2 separate regions of the Bos taurus genome follow, and region 2 is linked to region 1. A link is a contact called in public Hi-C data. All regions are on one chromosome and are shown on one strand. Each heading gives the region's core, a stretch centred on a gene start, on an enhancer-like site or on the middle of the called end of the contact. The rest is flanking DNA. Distances are from core to core; before and after follow the strand shown.

Region 1 (7,522 bases), core at 2,822-5,321:
CTGATATTATCAACCAGGACACTATATGGGTGGAAAAAGCTGTCAGTGACTCAGAGATACCATAGCATAATGGAAAAAAAACCTAGCATCTGATGTGGCTGGAGAATGAAGTCGTATGCTGAAAACAACAGATGAGGCTAGAAAGCTACACAGGAGCTATATAAGGTGGTTCCAGTATACAGGAGAAGAAATTAAGATTTTTTTTTTGTTTTTTAATCCTTTAAGGTGTCAGAAATCACCAGAAGTTGTAAGCAGTTAACTAACACAAAATCAGTTTGGTAGCAATAAAGAGAATATATTAGAAGAAAGGGAGACTGGAGGCAAGGGGCTAGATTACAAGCTAGTGCAATAATCTTGTCAAAAGATACTGAGTCTTAAGTATACTCACTCAGTCACCCAAATATTTAAGAAGCATATAATATGCCTGGCTCTGTGCTAAGTGTTGGAGAAATCAAATGAAAGAATACAGTTACTATCCTCTTGAAGATCAGTCTGCATAGAGATATAACATAATAATTACGGTACACTATAATAAATTCAACAATGGAAGTGTATAAAAGACAGCACAGAGAATGGAGTACTGAATTCTGAAGAGGAGGCCCTTATATCTTGGTAGATAATTTGAGATCTGCCAGATGTGAGTTACTTATGTGGTCTTCAAAAGGAGATGACTAAGAAGTTGGAGTTCAACAGAGAAGATAATGACAATGATGATGAAGCTAACAATTGACATTTATACATTGTACTTAATACGTGTCTGTCAGTGTTCTAAATGCTTTACATATATTAACTGAGTTAATGCTCACAATAATCCTAAGATTAGGATTATTATTATTTCCATTTTTATATAAAAAAAGAAAACAGGCACAGAAAGGTTAAGTAATTCACCCATGGTCACAAGTCTTATAAGTAGTGGAATTGGGATTTTTATTTAGGCAGCTAGGCTCCATATTTTCTCTCTACTTAAGTAGAGATAAAGATTTGAGACTTATCATGACATACTTGATTACCTGAGTGTAACTAAGATCTGCCAAGGTAGGTTTATAGACTGAAAGTCTGAGAATGCAAAGAAATAGAAGGAAGCAATAAAGAGTTTCAAATATCTATAAAGAAATGGAAGTCCCAAAAGAATCTACTGTATTTGACAACTGGGTCATTACTGATGAATGTTAAACAACTGAAGGTAAGTGGCAGAGGTACAAAAAGAGGCTTAGAGATAACGGGAAGTAAAAAAGTAGAGAATACACATTAACCACTCTTACAAAAATCTGGCTGTGAAGCAAATAAGTAGTAGGTTACAGGAGCAGCAAGAAAGACTGTTCTGGCGCCATGAACATACCTATCATCAAATTACACGGGTGGGGGGTGGCGGGGGAAGACTGATACATTCTTGGAGAATGTGCAACCTTATGTGTGCAATGAGGGGTAGAAAACTTGAGAGTTCATGTGTGGTGGTCTCTATCTTCTCTGTGAAACAGAAGGTGAGGTCCACCACTGAGTGATGAACCCAAGGAAAACTCAAAGTTTCTGAAACAGTCACTAAAAGAAGCAGGGGTAGGAGCAAATCAATTATAAAAAAATTTGCTGATAAAACCACTGGGTTTTTATATCCAGAAGGAAACCACCTGTATATATGCAGGGCATCAATTCTTTCAGTTACAGAACTTCTCTTGCTGTGTTCAGCAAATCAGGTAAGAGAAAAAGGCAGATTTTATAACCAGTACAGGACTTCAAGTTTGCAGAATGGGTAGAACATAATGACAAAGTGGCAAGACAGCATGCTGGTGATCATTTTATATATAGATCTATGGGTTAGCAGAGATGGCAATGGCAACCCACTCCAGTACTCTTGCCTGGAAAATCCCATGGATGGAGGAGCCTGGTAGGCTGAAGTCCATGGGGTCGCTAGCAATCAGACATGACTGAGTGACTTCACTTTCACTTTTCACTTTCATGCACTGGAGGGGGGAATGGCAACCCACTCCAGTATTCTTGCCTGGAGAATCCCAGGGATAGGGGAGCCTGGTGGGCTGCCATCTATGAGGTTGCACAGAGTCGGACATGACTGAAGCGACTTAGCAGCAGCAGCAGCTATGGTTAGATGAGAAGGTGAAGCAGGAGGGAACTAAGAGCCTGGGAGGAAAAAAGGAAGTCAAGGAACAGGAAAGATTAAGAATAAACAGGTTCAGTAGGAAAGGAGAAAAGGTAGACAGGTAGGAAGTTATAGTAAGCTCCACATGGGCAGAGATCATGTCTGTTTTGTTGACTTGTTTAGTTATAGTCAATAAACATCTACTACCTGAGAAAGACTAAGGTTATTAGTCAAAATACAAGATATTGGGGTTTAAAATTTGCCTGTTATAACAAAATTGAGGGTGTGATCATTGATGTGAAGTGCTTAATAAGAATGGAAAAGCAGGGTCCTTGAAGATATAGTGAGACAGAAGTAATGACTGCATGATGGTGTGGGTTAACAGAGAGAAGATTCCGAAATGTGACAAAATCTATGTGTGAGACACCAAAAAAAAAATAATAAAATAAATAAATTGACAGATGATAGTGAAAAGAAATTAAGAGGGTAGAGCAAGACAGCTGAGACCTCAAAAGAGAAATTACGTTTGAAGGTAGAAAACTAATGCTTTGGGAACAGTACTGAAAAAGTTAGAACAATTATTTTTCCCTTTCAGCCCTGAGACAAAAGATGGGGAAGGAAGAGGATGTGGGAGAATAAGCCGCCCCTGCCAGAGAAGTAGTGTCCTTGGGAAAGTGCCAGGTTTCAGTTAAGGCCAGGAGGGGTAGGGAACACCATGTGAAGAGAAACAGGGGCTCCAGAAGGCAGAGTGAAAAGGGGTGGGAGGAAAGCAGTGGGAAGATGAGCTAGGAGGCAAAGTACAGAGCAATATGGGAATGAGATTAAGAGGATGGAAGCCAGAAAAGCTTGTATTTTGGTCACTGTAAGGACGGTAGGGATGAGAGCCATGGAAACAATTCATGGCTGAAAGGTCTGAATTGGAGCCTTGGAACAAAGCCATTTGGTATGGTACTAGTTCATGTGTTCTGCTTTCTTACAGTTTCTTAGCTATTTTGATCCAAGAAACAGCAGATTCTTACCCAGTGAGACCAGGTTTCCATAATTCTCCATCATGACATCTTTATACAGGCTTCTCTGAGCTGGATCCAGATAATCCCACTCCTCCTGGGTAAAAAACACAGCCACATCCTCAAATGTCAGCAAGCCCTGAAATAGTATGATTTCTGTAGTCAGTTTTGTTGTCTCAAGGACAATTCTACCGCTGAAAGTAGCAGAAACAACCACTTATCAGGGCCGAGTAGGCTAGGAGGAACATGATAACTAAGAGTTACAAATGAGACTCAATTCTGGGAACAGACAGAATTCGGACACCTCAAATTAGAGGAAAACACAGCTGGATCTCTGTCCTCTGTAGTGAGGAGCTTATGGATAAGGTTTACCCAGTATGCCCTAATAATTTACTTTTAGTAAGCTGCACTGAGGCCTTCCCAAGTTTCCTGCACCTCCTCATCCCGTTCCAACTCAATTACGACCCTTTTCAACTCAATTATGTTAATTTTTCTAAGCGTCTACTTTGGATCCAGGCATGGGGCAGGTGTAGAATAACCTCACCTGGAAGAACTCATAAATGAAAACGCTAGTTTGGAGCATTACTAATTTTCTTTAGATTTATCAAGTCGCTCTTGAAAAAAGGAGCCACTGGGCAGTGTGATCGCGAAGGGCTCCCCAGTACATTAGAGGGTACTTCATTGCACCGCGCTGGCCCTAAAGACCCGAAAAGGGGGGTGGGGGCGGTGGCGCGGCCTAGCGAGCTAGGTAAAGGCGAGAGAACAGGAATACTCCGAGGGGCGACTTACCTTTGGCTGTGGCGGGGGACTCGGCGAGGCCATCTCTTAGACAGAAAATCAGGGCAGGAATCCCGGGTGGCCGCACGAAAAGGAGGCCCTGGCAAGGCCTACCCGGCCGCTGAATATTAGGCCCGAAGAAAGTGAGGCCTCTAGGCTGGATCTGGCCAGGTCCTGCCCCGAGCGGTCACGACCCCAGCAGCCTGTCAGAAGCGCTACTTGGCCGCCCCCACCCCGCACCCCCCTGCCTAGCTGTGCAGGCTTCCAGGCCTCGCTAGAGCCGCCTCCCGGTTGCCAGTTCCTGCTGCTTTCAGGAACCCTGCTCTGTGACCGCCCGCCCCCAGACCAGAAGGCGTCACCGGGAACCTTCCCGGGACGCCCCTCAACTACAACTCCCGTCATGCTCTGAGAGAGCGCTGGGGTGCACCCTGCCACGGCCACGGCGACCGAACTACACTTCCCGGAGTGCAAAAGGCGAGGGAGCCTGGGTAAGTCTCAACCGGAAAAGGACACATGCCACTAAGCTTACATTTTACTGGCTGATCTTCGCGTGCCTCTGCCTCCCGCGGGTGGAGCTCTGTTACCAAGGTCTCCCCGAAGATGGCGGCGCTCTGGGTGGCCGGCGTTGGCAGAAAAAGCCTCACAGTGGTAGCTTCAGGGGCGCCACGCAGAGAATTTTGGTCTCGACTCAGGTAAAGCGGAAGGTTAGACCGTGGGTCATGCTCACAGAAAGTAAGGAGAGGAACTGAGAATGATGAACTTAAGACAGGACCATGGTCCTGCGCCTTACCAGAGAAAGGATGAGAAAGTGCGTGAGGGTTCTGAGTTCAGAAGCTTCAGCTCCTGTTTCCGCGAGTGGTGGGGTCCACCTCGTGTGCCCCGAGTTTACTCATCTTAGAACAGAAATACCGCCCCCTTCTCCTTCCGTTTCACTTGTTAATTTATTAGGTAAACCATACTTACTGACCACGTGTTCCAGACGCGGAATATAGTGTGGTGTCGGGCAACTTAGAACATGAATGTGAAAGTGTTCGCTGAACTAAATTCATTTGGGGTGTATTTATTCACAAGAAAGATTCAGAGTGCAGTGTCCTCATTTTGTCCGCGCATTGATTTACTCAAATAGGTATTAAACCACTGCCCTGGCCCAGCATTTCTTTATATAGGATGCAGCAGCGAAACAGAGTCCCTTCTCAGAGCGTGAGTGCTTTGGCAAGAGTAAACCGAGCCTGCACCTGAAGGAAATAGCAATATTTTGCTAAAAGTCAGAAAGCAAGTTAATGACAGGGCTGGATCAGGAATCCCGGTCTCTTAACTCTCCTCATCTGCTGCTTTTTCTGCAGGGCAGAAATTTTGTGAAAGTAAGTCTGTGACTAGTGTTAGGACATGAAGATTTGTAGGAACCTCAAGAAACACTGTATAAGCTCTTAAGTTTCCAACAAAAGCTTTTTCAACCCAAAGGGATTTTTCTCATCAGCTCATGTTTTATTAGCTTTCCTTCTGTTCCATTTTGTTTTGATTCTTTTTTTATATGTGATTTGTTTATTTAATTTTTGGTTGCACTAGGTCTTCTTTGCTGCTTTCAGACTTCTGTAGTCACAGGGAGTCGGGGCAGCTCTCCGCTCCCTTGTGTGGGCTTCTCATTGCAGTGGCTTCTCTCTTGTGGAGCACAGACTAGGTGCCGGGGCTTCAGGAGTTAGAGCATGTAGGCTCAGGAGTTGTAACTCCTGGGTTCTACAGCATAGGCTCAATAATTGTGGCGCGTGGGTTTAGTTGCTCCTTGGCATGTGGGATATTTCCATCCCAAGGATCTAACCCATGTCACCTGCATTGGCAGGTGGATTCCTATCCACTGCACTACCAGGGAAGTCCTTGTTTTCCCTGTATTTTGGTTAGTATTTATTATCTCTTAAATCTCCTTCAAGTTTGTTTCACTGACTCATTTAACAAGTATTTCTAGGGTGTCTACTATCTAGATGTGAGGAATGCAGTTGTTAATAAGATAAACCAAATCTTTGTCCTCATAAAGCATGTTTTGGTGGAGGAAAAAGTGAACAAGTATAATTTCAAAAAGTGGTAAATTATGAAGAAAACTAGAGCAGTACAGGCATACCTTGGAGTTGCATAAGTTTGTTTCCAGATTGCTGTGATAAAGCAAGTATCTCAGCATGTTATACAGATTTTGGGGTTTCCCAGTACATTTAAAGTTACGCTTACACCATACTGTAGTGTTTAATGTCAATAGCATTATGTCTAAGAAAACAATAAGCATATCTTAGTTAAAAAATAGTTTATTGCAAAAAATTGCTAACCATCATCTGAGCCTTCAGAGAGTTATAATCTTTTTGATAGTGGAGGGTCTTGCTTTGATGTTAATGGCGAAGGATAGTTCAGGGTGTTCGTTGCTGAAGGGTGGGGTGTCTGGTAATTTCTTAATATAAGACAAAAAGGAAGTTTGCAGCGTTGATTGACTCTTCCTCTCATGAGTGATTTCTCTGTAGCATGTAATGCTGTTTGATAACATTTTACCCACAGTAGAACTTCTTTCAGTATTAAAATCAATTCTCTCAAACTCTGCCCCTTCTTTATCAACTAAGTTGGTGTAATGTTCTCAGTCCTTTGTTGTCTTTTCAACAATCTTCACAGTATCTTTACCAAGAGTAGATTCTATCTCAAGAAACTATTTTCTTCACTCATTCCTAAGGAACAACTCTTCAATGATGAGGTTTTAACCTGAAACTGAAAGTGTTAGTTCCTCAGTTGTGTCCGACTGTCTGCAACCCAATGGACTGTGCCCTGCCAGGCTCCTCTGTCCGTGGAATTCTCCAGGCAGGAATTGGAGTGGGTAGCCATTCCCTTCTCCGGGGGATCTTCCCAACTCGGGGATGGAATCTGTGTCTCCCACATTGCAGGCAAATTCCTTACTGTCTGAGCCACCAGAGATTGTAGCAATTTAATTATGTCTGAGGGGTCACTTGTCTTGCTATTTCTTATATATTTGCAATTACTTCTTCACTGATATCGTGAACCGCTGAAAATTATTCATGAGGGTTAGAACTGGTTTCTACCAAATTTCTGTTTCTGTTGCTATTTTGATCTCTTCCCATGAATCATGAATGGGCTTCTCTGGTGGCTCAGCTGGTTAAGAATCTGCCTGCAATGCCAGAGACCTGGTTTCGATCCCTGGCTTGGGAAGGTACCCTGAGAAGGGAACAGCTACCCACTCCAGTATTCTGGCCTGGAGAATTCCATGGACTGTATAGTCTGGGGTTGCAGAGTTGGACACAACTGAGCGACTTTCACTTTCATGAATCATGAATATTCTCAATGGCATCTAGATTGATGAATTATTTTTAGAACATTTTCAGCTGACTTTGCCCAGATTCATCAGAGGAATCGTCTATGGCAGCTATAACCTTACAAAATGTGTTTCTTAAATAATAAAACTTGAAAGTAAAGCTCATTCCTTGCTCCATGGACTGCAGAGTGGAAGTTGTGTTGGCACACATGAAAATATTAATCTTGTACATCTTCATCAGGGAGCTTACTTAGGTGACCAGGTGTGTTGTTAAATGAGCAGTAATATTTTTTGAAAGGAATCTTTTTCTGAGTGGTAGGTTCAACTGTGGGCTTCAGATATACAATA
Region 2 (7,522 bases), core at 2,091-4,590, 160 kb before region 1:
CCCTCTTCGGTCAGCCTCGTCTCATCTCCTTGACACGAAGTGTTGCTGCTCCAGGGCCCTGTTCTCAGACCTCTTTATCTATGCTTGTTCCTTACAGGAGAGCCTATAATCTCATGGATTTAAATTCCATCTACTATGCTTCAGAAATGTTCAGCTTTAGCCAAGACCTCTCCACAGACTGCCGATCACCTCATCCAACTACCTGTCTCATGGATTTAAATTCCATCTACAATGCTTCAGAAATGTTCAGCTTTAGCCAAGACCTCTCCACAGACTGCAGATCACCTCATCCAACTACCTGTCCACTCATAGGTCTAATAAATACCTCAGATTTATAGTCCAGTATCAAACTTATGATTCCCCCCAACAGCTCCCCAAAATCTGCTCCTTTCATATACCTCCCTAGCTCAGCTTGTGAAAACTCCATACTTTTAAAATCCTGGGCTCATCTTGCCTCCTTTGTTTCATACCCTTCATACAATCCACGAACAAATCTTGTTGACACTACCTTCACAATGGCCTGAGCCACCATGATCCTTCATCAAGATTATTGCAACAGTCTTCTACATATAGCAGACACTTTTTCATTCCATGCCAGACTTCAGCACAGCTCTGGTGGACAGCTCCAGTCACACCACCAGTGTTCCTTACTTGAAGCATACCATGCAATCTCAAAGTTTTTTGTTCCACAATCTCAGCTGGTTTACAACAGAAACCTTGAAGTGCAGAAGAGAAGTTATTGCCTTCAAGGGCAACTGTCAACCAGCTGGGGCAGGAATCAGTGGATGTGTGTCCCAGCTCCCCACCCTTAGAGAGGAAGAATAGGAGGGAGAAGAGGGACAAGGAACGAGGGAACAATTTTGTTAACTGAACTTCTGCTTATAAACTTAGCTCCCTTATGGTCTTTTCTCAAAACCTAAGTCAGAGCATGTTACTTCCCTGCTTAAAACTTTCCAGTGGCTCCTTACTGCCTTCTGGATAAAGTCCAAACTGGGATGAGTGTTTTGTGCATCCCTTAGCATATGTAGTTATCTCCGGGAAAAGCACATTTCCCACTCTATCATAACAGTCTATTCTTTTCTCAGTGCCAACCTATAAACTGAAGTCCAGGAGCTGTCCTTAGTGTAAAGCACAGTGTCTGGCAAATAACAGATGCTCAACAAATATTTATTGAATGAAAAAATTTCCCTAGGATGCGTGACGTGAGACAGTGCCAAGACAAAATCACCTGCTGGCAACAGGAGGCTGATGAATCCCAGACAGGAAACCCAGAAATTACACTTCATCAACAATTTACTCTGAGTGTTCCTATTACTCTCTGATCCTCAATTTCAAAAAATAGATACGGTTTTGTAGGTTATACAAATGTAAAGCATTTTTATACCATATCCCTATGGTTAAGTTTCAAAATACAGACTCCTTACCTATCACAGTGAGTTTATGGTGTCTAATGGACATATAACATTACTATAAGTTTTTGGTGTATAATTGTCTAAAAAAATTGACAACTCCATAACAATAAGGATGATGTCTATTTTACTCACCATTATAGACACAATATCTAGCCCAATAAAAACTATTAATAGATAACATACTGAGTACTTACCATGTTAAAAAGTAATGTTCCTTAACAAGAACCCTTTCATTTCCTCCTCTCAAAACCCCAACGAGATAGATACTATGATTACATTTTACAGAAAAGGAAATAAGAAGGCACTCTCTCAATGATTGATTTTGCTACACTGCCTCTTAGTACATGGTCCCTTAGTTTCCAATGAATGAAAAATCAGTGTATAGCTTTCCACTGCTAAATAACTACAATCAATGCTGAATCTGGCACCAGACTCTTCAAAGAATATGAATATACCCTTAAAAACAAAGATCAAATGTCATTATATTTCTTTTTCAGAAATGAGCAACACATCATTTCATCTACTTTTGGCTGTTTTATCTCCCTCTTCTTTTCAAATCAATTTCCCTTACTCCAAAAGGCTTCCATAATTATTACTTCTAGGTTGCAACTGACAGAAGAAAAGCACACTCTCATAGCATTATTTCCACATACCGTTGAAGAGACACCCCCAAGTTTAATTGTTTCCACTGTGGTCCCTGAATCTTCAACAGCTGTCTTCTTCTCTGGAGGCACAGATGTGCCAGGCTCTCCAGCTGCTCTTTTACTTCCAATTCCTGACATCGTGGCACAAGAAGATAGCTCTTTTCCTGGAGACAAAAAAAAATCTTAGGTAAGATAGGCAAGGAGAGCAACTAGAGTCCATCTATGATGTAAAAACTAGCAACTTTTCCTGTCAATCCTTTAACCCGGGTCCATTAATTCCACACTTAGCAACATGATCCTCAAGTTCCTCTTGGAAAGAGAAAAGTAAATTGTGAAGTAAGAGGCGCAGCTGAATTTACAGAACTACAAAGTTCTAAATAGAATGCTACTAAAATACAAGATAATGGGCAAAAGATGAAGAGACTTAGAAAATTTTCAGGCATCTCATTTCCTGAAATGCCAACAGCTGAAAATATAGTTTGATTTAGAAACATAGAAAATCAATTAATTCTTTAGTGTTGGGAGAATCAGAGAGCTGGAAGAGACCTGGGAGATGTCTACTTAATTATTAATACTGAACAAGCCATATATCATCTCTGAGCCTCAATTTCCTAAAGCAGAAATAACAACAGTATATGCTTCCTATGCTCCTCATAAGGAATGAATAAGTACAGAAAGACTTTAGCATAAGGCCGTACACGAAGCATGCACTCAGAAATGCTAACTTTCCTTTTTATATTTGCAGTTTCCTTATTTCTAAACGCTCTCCCCACCAATTTGTGTCACCCTAGAGAAGCTAGATCTGGGTGTGAATCCCAGTACTAATTCTTAGAGAGCCTTGGAAAGGAATTCTTGATATGCACAATGCAAGTGACCACATACTCTCTCTGCTCTACTCGCCTCCCAGGGTTTCGGAGCTCAAAAGAAGCGGAATAGATGCTAAAGCACTTTGCTACTGAAGGTATCAGCCCTGCCATCACCGAGACGACACACAACTCTGCTTCCAACTGAAGCTCCAGAAGGGTATTGGTGGCAGCGACCAGAGTGGGTCCTCGCCTGGAGAGAAAGGAGGAGGACAATAGCCTCAATCCGACTCCAGAGGAGCCAAGGACCCAGCCTTCGGAGAGGCCAATTACAGGCCCGGGAGAGGGAGGCCTTGGAGCGGAAGAGGGTGGGGATTCCCGTTGCCCGCTGAGTCCCGTCCCGCCCTTGGCCGAGATCTGACCTGAGTTCTTCCAACTTGCGCCGCCCGGGAGTGGAACTCGGGGCAGTTATTCACCAAGGTCCGAGTAGCCCTCCCACCTCTCACCCCTAACCCACAAGTGAAGACCCAGCGAAGCTTCCGGGAGGCGGATCCAAGGGGAGGAAGAAGGGAAAGAAAAGAGGAAGTCGCTTCAATCTGGCAGCGTGAAGGACAAGACTCAACCGGGCGGAAGTGACGCGAATCGAGGGCGCCCCGCTTCCGGAAGTAAGCTCTGTCTAGCAGCTCTTGGGCGCCCGGCGGCCGCTAAATCGAGGCCTCGCTGACGTCAGAGGAAACGTCCCAGATTTTTTCCCGTTTGTTAACCATTGCTACTGCGCGACTTGTTTTTTTTTTTTTTTTTTTTACTGTGAAAAGTGAAAATAGCTCAGTCGTGACCGACCCTTTGCGACCCCATGAACTATACAGTCCATGGAATTCTCCAGGCCAAAATACTAGAGTGGGTAGCCGTTCCCTTCTCCAGGGGATCGTCCCAACCCAGGGATCGAACCCAAGTCTCCCGCATTGCAGGCGGATTCTTTACCAGCTGAGCCACCAGGGAAGCCCTTAAGCACCGCCCCCCCCCCCCGACTGTTTTTGTTGTTGTTTTTTTTTAACCTGAGTACCTTTTGTTTACAGTGCCTATTGTTCTGTTACCTATTATTGGTTCTCCTCAGACTGGCGATTGGCTGATGGCGCCGTCAATCCCCAGGGGAAAGGACTAACTTTTAGACATCTCGGGAAAATATTACTGTGAGCCCCTTCTTGCTGAAATGAAAGGTTCTGGAGAAAACCCAAGAGATTCGGTAAGTTTAGAAGGTTGTAACTATTACAGGGAAATGTATGACAGCTCCGTCTACACATTAAAATCACTTGGGGAGTTTTAGTCCCTCTTGTGTAGGGCCTGGGCATCCACATTAAAAAAAAAAGCATTTCCCCAACTCTCCCCCACCCCCACGAGATTCTAATGTGCAAACGGGATTGACAGTTACGACCTTTGTGTATCTTTTCAACAAGAAATTGACCAGGGAATAAATAAACATAAATCAATAAGTTGTTTTCTAATTAAGCATTGATTTTAGTTAATAACAAACTGCTATTTTCCACTCAATTAAACTGAATGTGTTTTAATGATAGGAAGGTAATCAAACTAATTTATTGATGAAAAGCTGTATGCCTCACAGAGGTATGAAAAAGTACCCAGTAGAGTCAGAATGTAAACAGTGGGAAACAAGCGTTCATGTTTCCTGATACTTAGAACACTTGCCCAGTGGTAAAGAGGCAACTGGTTCCAAATAAACTCTTTGGGTGAAGCAGAAGCCTGAGAACCATGTTCGGGGACCTGTCAGGGAAAGCATTGTATGAAATGACTCTCTCTGACCTCCCTCCTTTGACTTCTTTGCTCTTGGCAAATCTTGCATGCATAGAACCACTGAATGGCATGCAGTGATTCTAGCCCAGAGTTTGTAAAGTTTAAGGTCACAGGCTGTACTTGGCCTACAAGTATGGTTTGTTTATTTTGGACACTATTGACTGCCTTTTAAGATATTTTTAGGACTTCCCTGGCGGTCCCGTGGTTAAGACTCCACGCTTCCAATGCAGGCCATATGGCATTCGATCCCTAATCAGGGGACTAAGATCCCATATGTCACATGGCACGGCCAAAAAATACATAGATAGATAGATTACCAACTTCTCTTGAAAATGTTGAAGGTCTGGCAACACTAGGTTTATATTTTTGCATTGCCACATTGCCTAGAGCTGAGTGGTTATTTTATTCCTGTTTGTGGTGATCCCCACTATTGGTAATTGATTGCCTGACCCTAGTTGAATTTCATTTGAGTGTTATCAATATGTGTTGTATTGTGCTAAATCAATTCCTGGTCTAGGAGAATGTTGTTGGTTGACTACTCAGCATCCACTTCCCCTCTCTCACCTGAATAGAACACAACCAGAATTTTACTCATATGTGCCGGGAGCCAGGGTGAGGAACTCCGCCCATGGCAAAGGTCATGAGGAAGGAGGCTCGACATACGCAAAAGTGGGATCGAGCCTCAGGAGTCCCCCTGGAAATTCTCTAGTATCTACCCCCAAAACCAGAGTCTGCCTACTTTACTACTTTGTGCTCTCACCTACACCTCTGACTTTACAGGGGGCTGTCTCCCACCACCTCTTTTGGAGAAGGAGTTAACTTAGAGCTCCAGTTAATAATAATTCCTGGGCATGATAGGAGTGTTTCAACCTACAAACTCCTCTGAAGGGTCTCTAGCCTGCCTGACAGGCTTGTCCGGCCACATGTGATTGCTCACAGCCTCCCAACCGTAAGAGACACGAGATGCTTTAAACCTTCTAAAAACAAGTTCTTTAGAGAAGTTAGAAAATTATTCGTATAGTACAGTAGGCTGATTAGAAATTGTATTGGTGAAGGGTTTTTCATTTGTTGAGCCAATGTTTTACTGCTAAGTCTCCACATCCCCTGCCCTTATACACATTAATAAATATAAAAATAAGTATTAACCTTTGATATTAATCACGTTAGACCTTAGGCTAAGCAAATTCTTTCCTTAATTAAAACCCACTGTACCCTCATCCTATAGGAATGTAACTTTATCTGGTACCTTCGGAAGGTGGCGTCTGTTTTAAGAGTAATCACCCCTGGAGAAATAAGTGTTCTGGTTGACTGACCGCTATCACAAGGAGAGGGTCATAAATTGTCAGCAGGCTCCCCTGGCCAGAAGATGATGTAACACCCCTAAGACCTCTGTATACATTTGTATGAAGCACCTGACTTTAATAAAAGTCAGGACTGCTGACCCCACGTGACTTTTGTATAACATTTCAGTGTATAAAAACAGACCCTGGAAAAATAAAAAATGGGATCAGTTCCTCGAAAGACTGGTTTCCCCATGTCGTTCTTTCTCTCACCTTCTGGCTGAATTTCCATCTTGAGCGTGGAGGCTCGTCAAGCCTACTAATTATGCCTGGGCTTCTAAGATCTGACCGGGGAGGCCTTAGTGTCTCCTCTCCTTCAGGAGAACAGGAGGACGCCTGTGGCCTACGTAGGTGATGTAAATTCCTTGCCTTGGAATTTTACTAGCTTTCCACGTAAACCAAGTTATTCAGCCTCTTTTCTCCACTGAATTTTCCTACTGAGCTATCCTCATTCTATTACTCTTTATATCTCTAATTAATATTTAATTAAAGCTATCATATCCTGATCGCCGAAGCCGTCTCTCCTTCGAATTTCCCTGGATCCACTGAGGCTGGACCCTGGCACATATGATTATTTATATCAATTTAGACCCCTTCATTCTCTATGTCTTGAAGGAAGCTGACTTCACTTCCCTCTTCAAGGATTGTCTTAATTCAAATAGTAAGTCCCATTCCCAAACCCAAAGTTCTGCTCTTAACAGTGGATAGTTTAATCGGGCTGAATTGCTTGGAATAATGGGACTGAAGCAGTTTACTTATCTTCTGAATTTCTTGTGAGGCCTGAAACTGTTGGAGCCTTCTTGTTACCTGGCTTGATAAGGAAATTAACACAGAGATGGGAAAACTAAAAGAATCTCAGGGATGTTGCTCCACCTGAGTAAACATTAAAATATCTAATTAGCTTTATTGACTAATTCATGAATTGGGCAGCATCCTGTTTAGCAAGTAGAGGGGAGCTCCAAAAGGCTATAGAAAGGGAGAGATTTTTAAAGGTAAGATCAGGAAGTCAAAGACAAAGATTATTTCAAATTTAGGTAGCCTGTCCATAGTGGATGAGAGGATCTGTGTGCCAGTTTACTTCGTCTTCCTTTCAAGGATGGAAAGGTTTACCTCATTGGTGGTGACCAGAAAATTTCACACTGACCAGTTAGGATTACCTTCTTGGAGAGGATTGTGACTGCCATAAGGTCATGTATTAAGTCTTCCTTTTAGCACAAGTGACTCCATTTTGGGCCTCTCATTTTTTTTTTTTTTTTTTTTACAGGGAAATGGTGCCAGGTCAACTCAAGACACCCCTATTCCACCCACACTTTAGAGTGCTGGAGAAGATATTGAGAAGACAGCAGACCTTTATAGAACATTTTAATTCTCACCGTGTAGATAACCAGATTCTCCAGCTACTGGTGAGATCTATTTCTCCCAAGAGCTCCAGTCATGACACCTTCCCAAAAGCCTGTTCTGATTCAAAGAGGTGGCTTCACCCTAGAGAAAATGGGATAGATGAAAGGGAAGAT

What was found. Hi-C and Micro-C count contacts between places; a contact is called where the count stands out from the background.
Region 2: a contact with region 1 is called in a Hi-C map of liver, with 4 times the contacts expected there. The contact joins the promoter of RNF20 here to the promoter of ZNF189 in region 1. A contact is called at or near these places in 2 of 11 Hi-C or Micro-C datasets (liver and skeletal muscle).

Annotation. Positions count from the first base shown.
Region 1 is chr8:91,117,205-91,124,726 of ARS-UCD2.0, reverse strand. ZNF189 (zinc finger protein 189) reads right to left here and starts at 4,071. Exons shown (of 3, transcript NM_001099113.1): 1 at 3,889-4,071; 2 at 3,112-3,196. The coding sequence starts at 3,921. MRPL50 (mitochondrial ribosomal protein L50) reads left to right here and starts at 4,448. Exons shown (of 2, transcript NM_001046180.1): 1 at 4,448-4,568. The coding sequence starts at 4,477.
Region 2 is chr8:91,272,837-91,280,358 of ARS-UCD2.0, reverse strand. RNF20 (ring finger protein 20) reads right to left here and starts at 3,340. Exons shown (of 20, transcript NM_001081587.1): 1 at 3,282-3,340; 2 at 2,066-2,220. The coding sequence starts at 2,194. LOC101906606 (a long non-coding RNA gene) reads left to right here and starts at 3,763. Exons shown (of 5, transcript XR_009495665.1): 1 at 3,763-4,102; 2 at 7,273-7,522.